Regions from separate parts of the Mus musculus genome. Here all the other regions are linked to region 3. The links are chromatin contacts, called in public HiChIP or PLAC-seq and Micro-C maps. All regions are on one chromosome and are shown on one strand. The core of a region is the stretch at or near the end of the contact, and the rest is flanking DNA. Distances in the headings are between cores, read along the strand shown. Region 1 holds the start of Ccdc124 (coiled-coil domain containing 124). Region 2 holds the start of Crtc1 (CREB regulated transcription coactivator 1). Region 3 holds the start of Pgpep1 (pyroglutamyl-peptidase I). Region 4 holds the start of Klhl26 (kelch-like 26). Region 5 holds the start of Map1s (microtubule-associated protein 1S).

Evidence for each region. A called contact is a pair of places that touch in the nucleus more often than the background predicts. HiChIP or PLAC-seq counts read pairs in DNA pulled down with a chosen protein or histone mark.
Region 1: a contact with region 3 is called in an H3K4me3 HiChIP or PLAC-seq map of embryonic stem cells, with 13 read pairs. The contact joins the promoter of Ccdc124 here to the promoter of Pgpep1 in region 3. A contact is called at or near these places in 3 of 39 promoter capture datasets (the HPC-7 cell line, cranial neural crest and pre-B cells), 3 of 484 Hi-C or Micro-C datasets (B cells, pancreatic cancer cells and peritoneal macrophages), 4 of 115 datasets of contacts at active chromatin or transcription factors (embryonic stem cells, memory CD8 T cells and pancreatic cancer cells) and 3 of 9 other capture datasets (adipose tissue, liver and pancreatic islet).
Region 2: a contact with region 3 is called in a FOXA1 HiChIP or PLAC-seq map of pancreatic cancer cells. The contact joins the promoter of Crtc1 here to the promoter of Pgpep1 in region 3. A contact is called at or near these places in 1 of 115 datasets of contacts at active chromatin or transcription factors (pancreatic cancer cells) and 1 of 9 other capture datasets (pancreatic islet).
Region 4: a contact with region 3 is called in a Micro-C map of embryonic stem cells, with 3 times the contacts expected there. The contact joins the promoter of Klhl26 here to the promoter of Pgpep1 in region 3. A contact is called at or near these places in 2 of 39 promoter capture datasets (cranial neural crest and embryonic stem cells), 1 of 484 Hi-C or Micro-C datasets (embryonic stem cells), 2 of 115 datasets of contacts at active chromatin or transcription factors (embryonic stem cells and pancreatic cancer cells) and 2 of 9 other capture datasets (adipose tissue and pancreatic islet).
Region 5: a contact with region 3 is called in an HNF4G HiChIP or PLAC-seq map of pancreatic cancer cells. The contact joins the promoter of Map1s here to the promoter of Pgpep1 in region 3. A contact is called at or near these places in 2 of 115 datasets of contacts at active chromatin or transcription factors (embryonic stem cells and pancreatic cancer cells) and 1 of 9 other capture datasets (liver).

What each region holds. Positions count from the first base shown.
Region 1 is chr8:70,872,050-70,874,749 of GRCm38.p6, reverse strand. It overlaps Ccdc124 (coiled-coil domain containing 124), which reads left to right and starts at 1,260. Exons shown (of 5, transcript NM_026964.3): 1 at 1,260-1,291.
Region 2 is chr8:70,438,321-70,441,348 of GRCm38.p6, reverse strand. It overlaps Crtc1 (CREB regulated transcription coactivator 1), which reads left to right and starts at 1,776. Exons shown (of 14, transcript NM_001004062.2): 1 at 1,776-1,916. The coding sequence starts at 1,791.
Region 3 is chr8:70,658,184-70,661,122 of GRCm38.p6, reverse strand. It overlaps Pgpep1 (pyroglutamyl-peptidase I), which reads left to right and starts at 1,385. Exons shown (of 5, transcript NM_023217.4): 1 at 1,385-1,513. The coding sequence starts at 1,480.
Region 4 is chr8:70,475,537-70,478,462 of GRCm38.p6, reverse strand. Klhl26 (kelch-like 26) reads left to right here and starts at 1,520. Exons shown (of 3, transcript NM_178771.3): 1 at 1,520-1,613. The coding sequence starts at 1,558.
Region 5 is chr8:70,904,514-70,907,229 of GRCm38.p6, reverse strand. It overlaps Map1s (microtubule-associated protein 1S), which reads right to left and starts at 1,256. Exons shown (of 7, transcript NM_173013.3): 1 at 1,103-1,256. The coding sequence starts at 1,226.

The DNA.
Region 1 (2,700 bases), core at 11-2,510, 210 kb before region 3:
AAACTGAAACACCACGCCGAGAGTTGTGTGCCTTTCCTTTTGTGCTTCTCAAAGTCCACCACACGGACGGGGAGCCAGCTCCGGCTGCTGTTAGGGTGAGGATGGGGCAGCGCCTCTTCCCGCAAAGCCATCTTTCCTGCTCTGCATTCCCGCTCACAGTAATAGACTCCTCGAACTGAACCTTCTGCTTTCTTTCCTACAGGGCCATGCCTGCCATTCCAGCGCCTGGGACAATGAGGCAGGGGGACCAGTTCAGGGTCATTCACGGCTCCAGAAACTCCAAGGATGACCGGATGTGGCAGTAACTGTGTCAGAGATGCACAAAATCCTAAGTATTGCAGACTAAGATGAAGTTAATCGTCAATGAAGCAACAGAAGCATCAAAAAAGAACTAGGGGAGGGGGGAGTAAAGAAAAGCAAAAGATTAAGCAGTGCCAGTCGGCTTCAGCAACAAGGCGGGGGCTGACTCGGGCAGCAGCGGACGCCGAGCAGCTGGGATCTCTCTGTGTAGCCCTGGCTGTCCTGGAACTCACTCTCTGTAGACCAGGTTGGCCTCGAACTCAGAAATCCGCCTGCCTCTGCTTCCCGAGTGCTGGGATTAAAGGCGTGCGCCACCACCGCCCCGCGCCGGCTTGTGATTTATTTAGCAATTCAGTTATGTTCAATTATTTTTGAGATAGTGTCACTTTCGGCCTAGGTCTGCAGTCAGTCCTTCTGCTTCGGGCCCCATAGTGCTGGAATGAATGACACCATGACGGCCATGTCGGTTGCATTTAGTCTAATCCAACTTCTACTCCGTCTGACCCTCAGTTTCCCGACTCAGACAGGGCAAGGGATGTCTTCTCACTTTTGCCCTGAGTTGGAGGAGCCATTGGCCTGACAAAGAGCCCAGAGCAGCCAGGCCCGCACCCCGGGTGGGCCACTGACGCCCCCTGGTGGCACAGCAACCACATCCCGGCCGTCGCCACAGGGCTGGGGCCGGCCTCCCCATCTTTTCTCCGGGCAGCGGCCATCTTGGTGAGGTCACCGTTATGGAGTTTAGCGTTTATCTTCCGTTTTTGTTCACCAATATCTGAGATGGGCCGATAACGTGTTATTCTTGAAAACATTTTGCTTGGAAAGAAGGAGAGCTGGCAACACTGGTTTAGTATTTTGGCTCAGAGAAAAACTCCTACAGACTCTACCAAGATGGCGGCATTCGAGAACGTCATGAGTAGAGCGCCACCGAAAGTTGAGTACGCAGGCGCGGCGACGTCATTGACACGCGACCGAGCCGGTGCCGGGGGAAGAGGTAGGAACGGCTGTGGCGCGGGCGGAGCCGGGTTGCGGGGCACGCTGGGCGGGCGCGGCTCGGCCTGGGGGTCCTGCCGGCGGGAAGGCGGAACTGGAGATGGGGTGCCCGGTGGTGGGTGCTCCCAGCGCGCAGGCGCAGAAGCTCGCGGGGAGTTCAGCCAGTTTCCGGCCCAGGTCGAGCCGGGAGGGCTTCCTGGAGGAGGAGGAGTAGGAGTTTTCTGTCACTTTCCTCCTGCCGCGCGGCCTGGCAGTCATGGGGAACCACGTAGGCACTTTTCGAAGGGGATTATTTAGAGTCCTGGGCTCATTTTGTAGTCTAGGCTGCCTCGAACTCAGTGTAATTCTCCTACTTCAGCATTGCTAAGTGCTGGAATCACAGGCGTGGGCCCACGATGCCCGGCCTCGGACCCTAGGTAGGTCCGGAAACTGAGGTGGTGGTGCGGATCTGATCAGGTCCCTAGTGAGGAGGGTCCTTTGCTGTCCGTGCTCGCGGACTCCTTAATGCCCCCAACTTGCTGATGACGATGGTTTGTTAAATGACATATATACAGTAGACATTCAGTCAGGAAGATTCTGAGTTCCAGGATAGCCTGGGCAAGATACCGAGGCTCTTTCTGGATACAAATGACTCCGGATACCCACTCCACACCCACACACCCACAACGCCACCACCAAATGCCTTAAAGAGAAATTTCCGGTCTGGGAACGTCAGGAGCTCTTGGTCGGCCTTCTCTGGTGCTACACCTGAACTGGTTTCTTTCTTTCTTTCTTTCTTTCTTTCTTTCTTTCTTCCTTTCTTTCTTTCTTTCTTTCTTTCTTTCTTTCTTTCTTTCTTTCTTTCTTTCTTTCTTTCTTTCTTTCTTTCTTTCTTTCTTTCTTTCTTTCTTTCTTTCTTTCTTTCTTTCTTTCTTTCAAGATTTATTTATTATATGTGTGTACACTGTAGCTGTCTTCAGACACTCCAGAAGAGGGCATCAGATTTTTGTTACGGATGGTTGTGAGCCACCATGTGGTTGCTGGGATTTGAACTCAGGACCTTTGGAAGAGCAGTCAGTGCTCTTAACCACTGAGCCATCTCACCAGCACCCTGGTTTGTTTCTTGAGGGATGCTCTGTATGGCCTAGGCTGGCCTGGAGCTTAGAGGTATCCACCTGTCCCAGCGTGGCAGCCATGCCTCTAGTCCCAGCCAGCCTTGCCCTGAAGTTTCAGCAGGAGTTTATTGGGTTAGAAGAGAAACATGAGCCCAGCATAATGCTGCATGCCTGTCATCCTGCTGAGGCAGGAGGATGGAAAGTTTCAGGCTGGGTGTGAGGTCCTGAGGGCAGGGCTGGTGGGTGTATTTGAAGGCTCAAACGAGGCAGGTGTGCCTCTCACAGGGAAGACCTAGTGAGGAGCTTGGGAGTCAGG
Region 2 (3,028 bases), core at 527-3,026, 220 kb after region 3:
TGTGTCCCATCTCCCCTCTTCCTGGCAGAGATGGTGGTCTCAGGCATTGCCAGGTAGGAAAGATGGACCTAAGTAAATTTGGAAGGACACAATGGCCCCAGTAGCGGAAAGGCCTGTGTCTCCAGCTTCACACAGTTCAAAGTCTTACCACCTTGAGGCTCTGTTTTCCTCTGTGTGGTCTGGGTTTCATACAGTCTCCTTCAGCACAGCATGTGTGTGTGTGTGCATGTGTGCCACAGACATGTGTGCCTTTTTCTGATCCCTTCTACTTCTTCATGTGAAGCAGAGCATCCCACTGAATGGAACGTGAGGCTCCCCTTTCAGTAGAGTGATTGGCCAGTCCCCTATCTGCAGCACTCAATGGCCACGCCAAACTTTAATGTGTGTGCCTGTACAGCAAATGCTAGCATAACGGAGCCTTCTCTCTAGCTCTATTTGTTTTTATTTATTTATTGCTTGCTTTTCTTTTCTTTTTTTTTTTTCTGAGGCAGGGTTTCTCTGTGTAGCCCTGACTGGGTAATCGCTTTGTAGACCAGGCTGGCCTTGAACTCAAAGAGAACTGCCTGCCTCTGCTGGGATTAAAGGCACGTGCCACTATGCCTGACCTTAGCTCTCTAATTTTTCTTTCTTTCTTTTTTTTCAAGACAGGGTTTCTCTGTAGTCCTGGCTGTCCTGGAACTCACTCTGTAGACTAGGCTGGCCTGGAACTCAGAAGTCTGCCTGCCTCTGCCTCCTGAATACTGGGATTAAAGGTGTGTGCCACCACTGCCTGGCAATATTTTTAAATTTAAAACATTTATCTATGTATCTCTGTGTGTGTGTGTGTGTGTGTGTGTGTGTGTGTGTGCACATGCTATGTGTATATTTAACTTCTTGCCAAGGCCAGAAGAGGGCGTTGGATTTCTAGAACCTTAGTTGCAAGGGCATATGAGCTATTCCATGGGATCACAAAGTCAGGTCTTTCTCGAGGACAGCAGGTGCCCTTAGTCTCTGAGCAATCTTTCCATCTTTCCAGAGAGCCCCCCCCCATTTGTCTTTTTTTCTCCGTGTCCTGTGTCACAGGCTGGTTTGAACTCACTCTACAGGTAAGGGTGGCTTGAATTCCCCATCCCCTTGGCTCCAGCTGGTCGTACCATCATGGCCAGTACTGTCTTTTTTCTTAGAAGGCGCAGCACATTTCTCCCATTTGAAACTTTATTATAAGTGTGGTGTGTGTGTGTGTGTGTGTGTGTGTGTGTGTGTGTGTGTGTGTGTGTATTGCTGGGGACCGAACCCCGGCTTCTGTGTGCCAAGTCAGGCTCTGCCCAGGAACTGTACTTTGGGACCCCTGCTCAATTCCTGGTAGGAAGTCTGCTCCCTTCCCCGGCTGTGTAGCCCAGGGCCCACTCTGTTCATGCCTGTGCCCTGGAATACAGCAGGCGCGCCAACAAGTCCTCAGCGAATGCTGGAGTCCAGTGAATGCAGGCATCAGTTCTGCCGTGTCCTCTGCCACTCAAGTCCCTCGCTGATGGGACAGGACCCGGACCGCTGTCCAGCGAACCACGCGCACTGCAGTGCGCCTGCGTAGGCACGCCCCTCCCAGGCTCCCGACGCGTTGCCCAGGCACGCGCAGGCGTGTTCACCCCAACGCCACACGCCTCTCCCGCGCGCCGGCGCCACGCTCTGGGCCGTGCTTGCGCCTGCGCGTTCTCTCCGGCCGTGGGCCCGGCCGGCGCCTGCGCGGTGGCTCCCGAGAGTGGGGGGGGCCAGGAGGTGGAGGAGGAGTAGGAGTAGGAGGAGGCGGCGAGAAGATGGCGACTTCGAACAATCCGCGGAAATTTAGCGAGAAGATCGCACTGCACAACCAGAAGCAGGCGGAGGAGACGGCGGCCTTCGAGGAGGTCATGAAGGACCTGAGCCTGACGCGGGCCGCGCGGGTGAGAGCGCGGGGGAGGGGAGGGGAGGAGGGAGGGGAGGAGGAAGAGACGCGGGGGCGGGGCTGCGGCCGCCGCAGGTGTCCCCACGCCGCCACAGCGCTGAGCGGCTGCTCGCGAGATTGCTCTTTGGACTTGACAGGTGGTCCCATCGCAGCTACCTGAGTGGACTGGTGTCATCTATTATTGTTGTCTGAGGGGACATGTGCCATCATCATAGCTATCAGAATGGACACGTGTCACCCCCCTGATTGCTACCTGATGGTACAGGGACTGCATCATTGCTACCTCGTAGGACCTACGACTCCATCATTGCTACCTGAGGGGGCAGGTGTCACCCTTCATTGCTACCTGGTGGGGCAGGTGTCACCCTTCATTGCTACCTGGTGGGATAGGTGCCACCATCTTTGCTACCTTCAGGGAGAGTTGTTCCCTTAGTGTTATCTGTGTGGATAAGTGGCCCCATTGTTGCTACCTTGAGGGGATAGTTGTCACCCTTTATGCTACTTGAGTGGACAGGTCTCCATTAATGCTACCTGAGTGGACGGTTGTCACCCTTCATTGTTACCTAAAGGAAAGGGGTCCTTTCATCGTTATTTGAGGGCACAGTTGTCACTCCATTGGCACCTGAGGAGGAGGTGATACTGTATCATTGTCACCTGTGCCTTCCTTGGTACTCCTACTTCTGCCGTGAAGGAGATGTTATCCCTCCTGGATAGCTGAGGATATCCCTCCTCCATGTTTGGAGTCAGCATAGAGGTGGCTGCTTGGTTCCCATGCATGACAGGGAACAGCTGCCAACAGACTGGGTGGCTGGGCCATTTGACAGGCATAGCTGGCCTTGCTAGGTTCTTGGCCAAGTGGAGTGGATGCGGAGCCTTATCCTTCCATGTCAAGTGTGTGTCATCAGACTTTCCTCAAGGGTGAAGGAGGTGATGCTGGTGTGTGGCATGTTCTGCACACCCTCAGACCTGGGTTCTGAGTCCCATGTGACCTGCCAGGGGTACTTACATGAGGCTTGGATTCATCAGTGGGCACCTTTGGGTCAGGTAATCTTATAGTCAGTTGCTTGTTTCTCCAAGATTGTGGCATCGTAGGCGAAAGTGAGTGATTGA
Region 3 (2,939 bases), core at 136-2,635:
GATTTTTTAAAGCCGAGCGTGGTAGCGTATGCCTTTAATCCCAGCACTCAGGAGGCAGAGGCAGGCAGATCTCTGAGTTCGAGGCCAGCCTGGTCTACAAAGTGAGTTCCAGGACAGCCAGGGCTATACAGAGAAACCCTGTCTCGAAAACACCAAAAAAAAAAAAAAAAAAAAAAAAAGATTTTTAAAAATATGAAACATTAGAAAAATGGGACCTCCTTAAGATGAGCCTAAACGATGTCCAGGTAGGGGATGGAAAAACAGCGTCCTTAAAAGGAGATGACAGTCGGAGAAGGACTGCAGGAGGAGGAAGTCTGGGCAGTGAACAGCTAGATGTGCAGGTGAGCAAAGGCTCTGGGGTAATAAGGTGCAACCTGGAGCCAAGGAAAGGAAGTATTCCAGTTAGCCATGTTGGCAGAGAGTCAAAGCTCTTCCTCCTGCGCCCCTCCCTCAGCTTTCTGCTGAAGTGACACTTCTGTCTTCCTCAGAGCCATGCCTCGGTGTCCTTGTTTGTAAACTGTGATGAGTGAACACAATCAAATTGTTCCCCCGCCCTATGTCTTACAGGAAGAGAAACTGAGACTGAGAAGGTTGGAGCGGAGCACACTCCCATTGCCCACTTACGTGTTGGAGGCACGTTTAAAATTCAAGTAGGGGGAGGGTCCTGGCAGCGAATAGGCGTGGCCAGGCAGGGGGACCAGGGGAGATGGCCTGGGCTGGTCGATACTTGGGGCGGGGCATGGCTCCAGGTACCTTGTGAGCCCTGCGGCCACAGGGAACCTGGCGGTGGTAGACTGGGGGCGGAGCCTAGATGGAGACCCGGTATGCATGCCCAGCTCAGTGTTTTCAGTGGCATAAAGGGAAGGGGGGTCGGGGTCGTTGCCCTAGGTGGGTTCAGGGCGGAGTAGATTTTAGAAGGAAGAAGTTTCAGAGAGCATGGCCTGAGCCAGGGATGTCATGGGTCGCGGGTGTGAACGTGGACTGCGGCCTGGCCGAGGGGCATTGGAAGGATCTGCACTTGCGTGGGAGTAGGCGGAGGTACATGACCTGGGCCCAGTTGTTTTAAGGATGGGTTTGGGAGTGTCTTGGGAGCTTGGGACCTGGCTGGAGCGTGACCCCGACCTGAGAGTTTGGAAAGCTCCAGGCGTGTGATTCTTGGGGGCGTGGTGGGTCCCTTACAGGACCTGGAGGAGGGTCTTTGGAAGACTGGGGGCGGGGTTGGCTAGGGGTGTGGTTTCTAGGAGGCGTGGCCTAGGAATGGCCTGGCCCGGGCGTTGGGGTCCAGGGTGTAGTGGTGCGCTTGGGGCTCGGCGGAACCCGGGGGGCCGCGCAGGGGAGCGTACAGCTGGTCGGGGGCGTGTCCGGGGCGTGTCCGCGCAGGCCCAGCGTTAGGGGGCGGGGCCGAGCGGCCGGGCGGGGCTCGGGGGTCCGTGTCCGCTCCAGTCCCTACAGCCAGGATCCTAGAGAGTGCATTCCACCATGGAGCAGCCGCGGAAGGCGGTAGTGGTAACCGGTAGGTGCATCTGGACCGGGGCGGCGGGGCAAGTGTTCGCGGTTGCCAGAGGTTTGCAGTTGTCGCCGCCCGCGATAGCACCGTTCGGTCCTGGTAACCTGGAAAGTCCGGGGTCACGCGGCCGGGAGTTCGGAGTGCGCGGGGACTAGGGTGCAGACAGGTCACCTCGCGTACTGCAGTCCCTCCCTGCCTCTTCAGAGCTCTGGCATGTCCCCACCCGCTGACCCCGGGGACAAAGGCGGGTTTACGGCCAGGAAAAGTCCCAGTGACATACGATCCGCTCAGCTTCTGCTCCTGGCACCTTGTATTGTTGGAGGGGCCTGCAACCCGGTTTGGGGCAGGTGTTGGGCCTGGAGTCAACCTGACCCCGGAATGACCCAGGGACTCTAGAGACCAGCTCCTACTGTCACCAGCACCCCCGGAAGCCAACTGTTCTTATTTCCAGGCCTTGGAGGAGGGCACTCGGGTTAGCCTCTGCCCTGAGAGGCCACAGGGAGTGAGCCAGGAAAAACTCCCACTCCTACAGGTGTTTTATAACTGAGAAAGGTTGGGACTTTCTCCCTGCTGTTCCCTGCAGTACAAGTGTGAACGACAGTGTCCCTGATCCATTGGAGCATTCTGGGGGTGGGGGTGTTTATTTGGTTGGTTGGTTTATTAAGATAGAGTCTCATTCTGTTGCACTATCCTGCTGACCTGGAACTTAACTCTGTGACCAAGGCTGGCTACAAACCCAGGGTGATGATTTAGCTTCAAACTTCCAAATGATAGGGTGAGCAGCATGTGCCACCATGATGAGATGCCCCAAGATGTGTCCTCTACCTGCTGTCCTGAGGTATGGTGGCTCTCTCTTAACCTCTTAACACTGGCAGCAGGCTCTTACCACCTGAGTTACACTAACCCAGGTTCTTAGATGTGTGTGTGTGTGTGTGTGTGTGTGTGTGTGTGTGTGTGTAGAGGTTAACCTTGGGTGTCATTACTCAGGCTCCATCCACCTCTGTTTTGAGAAAGTGTCTCAATTTAGGACGCATTCAGAGGTAGCATTTTTCAACCTGTGAGTCACGACCCCTTTGTGGGCCAATTGACCCTTTCACAAGGGTCACCTCAGATTGTGGGGAAACACAGATTTTTATATTATGATTCATAACAATAGCAAAATTACAGTTATGAAGTAGCAAAAGAGAGAAAGAAAGAGAGGATGGCAGCATTAGGAAGGCTGAGAACCCCTGCTCTAGAGCTTGCCAGTTAGGCTAGACTAACTGGCCATAGCGCCCCAGACTGCCTGTCTCTGCTTCCTCAGCCCTGGGAATACAAGTTTGTGCCTCCTCACCTCCGGTATATGGTGCTGGAGAGCTGAACTCGGGCCCTGTGTGGCAACTGACTGAGGTATCTTTCCAGCTGTATTTATTTATTTTGAAGCAGGGTCTCA
Region 4 (2,926 bases), core at 271-2,770, 180 kb after region 3:
AGCCAGGCATGGTGATATATATGCCTGTCATTCCAGGACTCAGAAGGGTGATGACACAGGAGGGTTCACAGTTGCAGGCCAGCCTAGGAGACACAGTCTTAACAAAAGGAAGACCTTAACAAAAGGAAAGCCTTGCACAGACATGGGCCTTTGAACCATTGCTGAGGGTTGCAAGTCTATAGCGTGCTTGAGGTAGAGGGTGTGGAGGCTGGCTTGTGTCTCTGTGGGCAGGGATTTCGGGAATGGGAGCTAGAGTATGAGGGCAGATACAGAAGGGATGGGGATTTGAGAGTGGCATTGGGCCCTGAGGTAGGAGGTTCTGAGCTTACTATATGCTGAAAACGCTGAAGCAAAGGGTTGGAAGTCAGAGGGTTGGGTTGGGTTCAGGCTGGGAAAGGGATATGGCTCGGGGCAGGATGCTAGTGAAGAGGGTCTGTGCACTCAGGGACTTTTGTTCCCTCACTCATCAGAACATGCCATCTGAGCCATCCCGCTTCTGCCAAAGATAAGCCACGCCCACATCTGTGCGCCGCCTAGCCCACACCTTGTTTGCCCCGCCCTTCATGGCACGACCTTCACAACTTAGGTTCCACATCTCCTACCAAGGCTCTTCCCCAACCCTCCCATTCTTGCAGTCCAGACCCGCCCCCTCATTATGATGAGCCCCGCCCAAGTCCCGATCCTTCTCCCAGCCCTGGCCCCGCCCAGGCACCTCCCGAACGTGGATTCGGCCCTCTTCCCATCCCAGGCATATGTTCCCAGCAGTTCTGCTCTTAATTAAAAGACCCTCCCAACCTACCCTTTGCCTCACCCCTCCGCTAACCACGCCCCTCTCGGGCTAGACACTTCCCATCATCATCCTGGGCTCCTTCCCTCCTCTAGGGGCGGCTCCAGTCTTCCTCCACTTTTCTTCTGGTCCAGCATATATCTAACACCAAGAATGACCCTCAGGCCGCCTTCCCCTTCCTGGTTATGTTGGGAAGTAACATGGTTCCATTTCCCGCATAGGCCTTCCAGCCACTCTCTCCACAGCCAAGACTCGCCCCTCTCCAAACTCAGGCCCTACCATACCTTGGAGCCAACCTTTTCTCCCACAGAACTTTTCTTCCACAGGTCTCTTCCCTCCTTTACATAGGCCCCGCCCCTCTTTAGGTCATGTCCTGCTTGAATCACCTTTCTCAGACCCCTCCCTTCTGAGGGCCATGACGTCTTCAACCCTTACCCCCACTTCAGGTACTATCTTCCTTAGGTCCGCTCTTAGGCCATGCTTATAATTCTTATTGCACGCCTCCAGGGTTTTAAGCGCCACTTCTCTTCAAGGCTCCGCCCCAATCCCCGCCTACCTCTTTGGCCCCTGGTCTTTCAGGCTCCTCCCCCTCACTTTCTTTGGCCTTACTCGATGTTCTTCTCCGACCTGCTCTCCTCAGGCCCCGCCCCTGATCCCAAGCTCCGCCCACCACTCGAGTCCCTCCCTCCTTCTCAGCGGCTCCGCCCGCTGCCCCGGGCCCCGATCTCCCGATCAGCGCGCCGCCCCATCGCTCGGGCGCGCGGCGGAAGATGGCGGAGTCCGGTGGCAGCAGCGGCTCTAGTCAGAGCCCCGAGCGCCCGAGCAGGTGAGTCCTACGCCTCTGTTGGCATGCACCACTTGGCTCGGGCGGGGCCGACCCGGGGCCGCCGGGGGCGTGGACGTTCCGAGTCCCTGTCGTTAAGGTCCTGAGCTATGGCGTAGGCCTGAGGGCAGGCTGAGGCCCGGCTTCCTGGGAGCTGCGAGCCCGGGGCTGAAGGGGTTCGGGGAAGGTGACGTGGGAAGCTCCACAAGGACCCTGGGGCCCGGGAGGGAGCCGAGGCGTTCGTGAAGGGAGCACTGAGACCACCTGGTTACCTCCACAGGTCCTGATGGCAGGGAACAAGAGGCCTAGGCATGTCTGGAGGGGAACACTGAGGCCAGTCACCTAGGAGCCTGGACATGTCTGAGGAAGACACTGAGGCCAGTCACCTAGGGGCCTGGACATGTCTGGGGAGACACTGAGGCCAGTCACCTAGGGGCCTGGACATGTCTGGGAGACACTGAGGCCACTGGGAGACCTCAACAGGTTCTATTTGTCAGAAAATTGTCTAGGGGCTTGATAGGTGAACAAGGGACTTGGGCATGCCGTGAGGGGACACTGAGGCAACCTTGGGGGCCCCAGCAGATCCATCATGATGGCCAGGGAGTCTCAGGGACTGTGAGAGGTCGGGATGTATTTGTGGAGTTTGAGCACTGTGAGAGAAGATACTCAAGAGTATAGGGTCTTTCTTTAAGACCCCCTTCCTTCCACCCTTCATAGGGTTTAAATACCCCTCCCCTCACTCTAAACGTTTGAATTGGAGGTCTTGCCCTCAGATATTGGGTCCACGTTCACCCCTTTTAGTTAAATGAGGTCACCCTTTTTCCTGGTCAACTCTGAAGGTGGGTTCCTTGAACTTGGGAATTTGCATAAAGATGGCAAGTATTTTTAAATATTTGTTTTATTTTGGTTTTTCAAGACAAGGAATCTTATAGCTGGTCTCACAGATGCCATATAGCTGAGGATAACATCAAACTGCTGGTTATCTTTCCTCAACCCGAATGATCAAGATGACAGGCATGCATCTCTATTCCTGTGGTGCATGCTAGGTGAGGACTCTACTACTGGGTCATATGCCTGCCCTCTACCCATCCTATTTTTAAGATAGTGACTGATTTGTATAGCATAGGCCAACCTTGAACTCAAAAACTTTCTGTTGCAATACATTTTTGTGAATTGATCTGGAGTCTCAGGGGAAGAGCACCTACCGGTCTTAGGGAACTCTCTTAGGGAGCACTCACACCCTCCATTTTCACATTAACCCAGAGCCAGGAACCCCTGCCCTGAGACAGCCACCACCCTTGTGAGATCAAGGAGGA
Region 5 (2,716 bases), core at 7-2,506, 250 kb before region 3:
ATATGCAGCCCCTCTCCAGAAGGGTCATGAATCACCGGCTGAGAACTCCTGCTCTAGGCAACTCCTGCTCTAGGCCTTCAGCATCCTCAAGTACCCTGACACCATGGAAGTCTTGCTTGCTTTGAGTCCTCTTCCCCAGCACATCAGCACTTCTCAGAAGACAAGGGACACTGCCTGTCGTTCAGCCCAGCCTGTATGCTGAGGCTGTCCCACTTAGGCCCAAGGACCATGCACCTCGATGGGCATTCTACATTGTTCTGGGGATTTGATTTTTTTTTGAGACATGGTCTCACGTAGTCCATGCTGAATACAACTGCTCTATGAAGTTAAGGACAAGCCCTTTATCTGATGTGCATCTCAAAGGTGCTGAGATGACAAGTGAAGAATGCTGGGGATGAAGCCCATGATCAAGCACTCCAGGCAACTTTAGATCTATCGACTGAATCCCAGCACTTATTTTGAATAGGTTGTCTTGTAGCCCAGACTGGCCTGGAACTTGCAGTGCTCCTCTGGCCTCAGCTCACGACTGCAGGGGTAACAGGCATAGGCATCGCATTCGCTACCCCATTGCAGAGGATGCTGCTGCGCTCGATGCCCCAGTGTGGCAGGTGCGCCTGAGTCAGCTCCCCTCGTGCCAAGCATCCCCGGGGCGGCCGCGCCACCCACGCACCAATTAGCACCCCCGGAAAGCAGGCCCCCGGGCGCCGGGGGAACTTGCCAGCCAGGCGAAGGGAGGGGCCGTGGGAGTGAGGCCGCACACCGCCAGAACCCCGAAGTCGGGGACGCAGCGCCCACCCGGCCGCAGGCCGCTCCCCGAACCCTGTATCCCCGGAATGTGACGCCACATCTAACGTGCCCCACGCGGATCCCAGCCTGCCGCGCCCCACCCAGACCCAGTAACCCGTGTGGCAGAGTTTTGTCCAGGCCGCCGCTAGGCACGTGCGCAACCCTATGCCCGTCTGGATCGTAGGCCACGCCCGGAACGTTGCGTCCAGGGACCCCGCACCCCACCCGGACCCCGGCCCGCCGCGCGCCGGAACCCCCAGCCCCGGACGCCCCGCCCCGCCCCGCTGCCACCGCCCCAAGTCCCCACGGACCCGACCTCGTTCCAACTCCTCCATGACGTAGGCCAGCAGCCCGGGGCAGCCACACTCGCCACCCACCACCAGCAACAGTAGGGAGCTGGGCGCCTCCACAGCCTCCGGCGCCGCCATCACTGCCGCCATCTTCGCACCGCCCCGACGCTCTGAGCGCCCCGCCCCGCTGGCCACGCCCCTTCAGGGAGCTTACCGGAAGCACCGGAGACCCCGGCCGGAAGCGCCCCCTCCTCTCCACCCCTCTGTCAATGCCCGCTAGGCTTTGGGAGCCCGAAGAGGACTGAGACTGGCTGTGTACTAAGATACCGTTATCCCTCCCAAATTTCATCCATTCATTTTTCATTCATTCCCTCATTCATTCTCCCGCTAAGCAACGCTTAGAATCTCTGTCCCCCGAAAACTCATTCCATCACAGGGGTTCTGCACAGAACCAGAGTCGGCTAGGTCCTGCGAGCTTCCTGAGTTAGAACCTGGACAGAAGAGAGCTTGGGGATGTGTAGCTGCTTGCTAGGTGTGTGTGCTGGGCCGGGTCATTTTGGAAGAAAGGACATTTTGGAGGGGTAAAGTCACCAAGCCTATCTGACACCAAGTCAGGTTGTCTCTAGATGACCCTGGGACTGTGATCTTCCTGCCTCCACAGCTTCCCACACGTTGGGACAGTAGACAGCTTGGGATTCACTAGGGCTATGTGTGATGGAGACTGCTTATGTGGCTCCCACTCAGACCTGGAACATTTTCACCCCAAACTTGCATCTTGGTTTATTTGTTTTTCGAAACAGGGTCTTTCTGTGTAGCCCTGGCTGTCTCGGAACTTGCTCTCTAGATCAGGCTGGCCTCAAATTCACAGAGATCTGCCTGCTTCTGCCTCCTGAGTGCTGAATTCAAAGGTGTGCTCCACCACCACCCAGTCCAATCTTACTTCTTTTTTGGCCATTCCATGTTAAGTATTTGAAATGCTGTTCACCCCAAGAAGGACCAGCTGGCTCCCCTCAAGAGTGAGCCTTCTGTCTCTGGAGTAAACAACTAAGCCCAGCCAGGTGCTTCCATTCACAGTCAACCTCCACTACCTAACAAATATGAGTCCAGCCTAGGCTACATCAAGTCATATATCAAAAAGAAACAACAATTTAAAAAGACAAAGATTCATGCCTTTAACCTCATCATCTCTCTAGAGACAGAGGCAAGAGGATCTTTGTGAGTTCAAGGCCAACACTGGTGTACACAGTGTTGACAAGACAGACAGACAGACTTTTAAAATAAATGAAAAACAAGCAAAGGCAATTCAGGACTGGTGTGATGCATCAGGAACCCAAATCAAGCCTGCTGCTGACAGACGTTCTGTAAAGGACTTCCCCAAGCCAACTTCCTCCATCAGTCCGTAGCATCAGCCAAGTCCTCAAGCCATGGTCTGAGCTTCCTGGATACTCTTTTGGCGCCAATATCCTTCCTGAATCCTGACTCCTCCCCCTTAACTGGTCAGCCTGCAGAAGTTGATGGCTTGTGATTTCCTCTGTTGTTATAACGGAAACAGAACTGGGATGGTCCATTCTCTGCCCTCTGGCTAAGATCCAGTGCAGAATGGGCTTGGCAGTGCATCTCCACACCCCTAACTCATCACA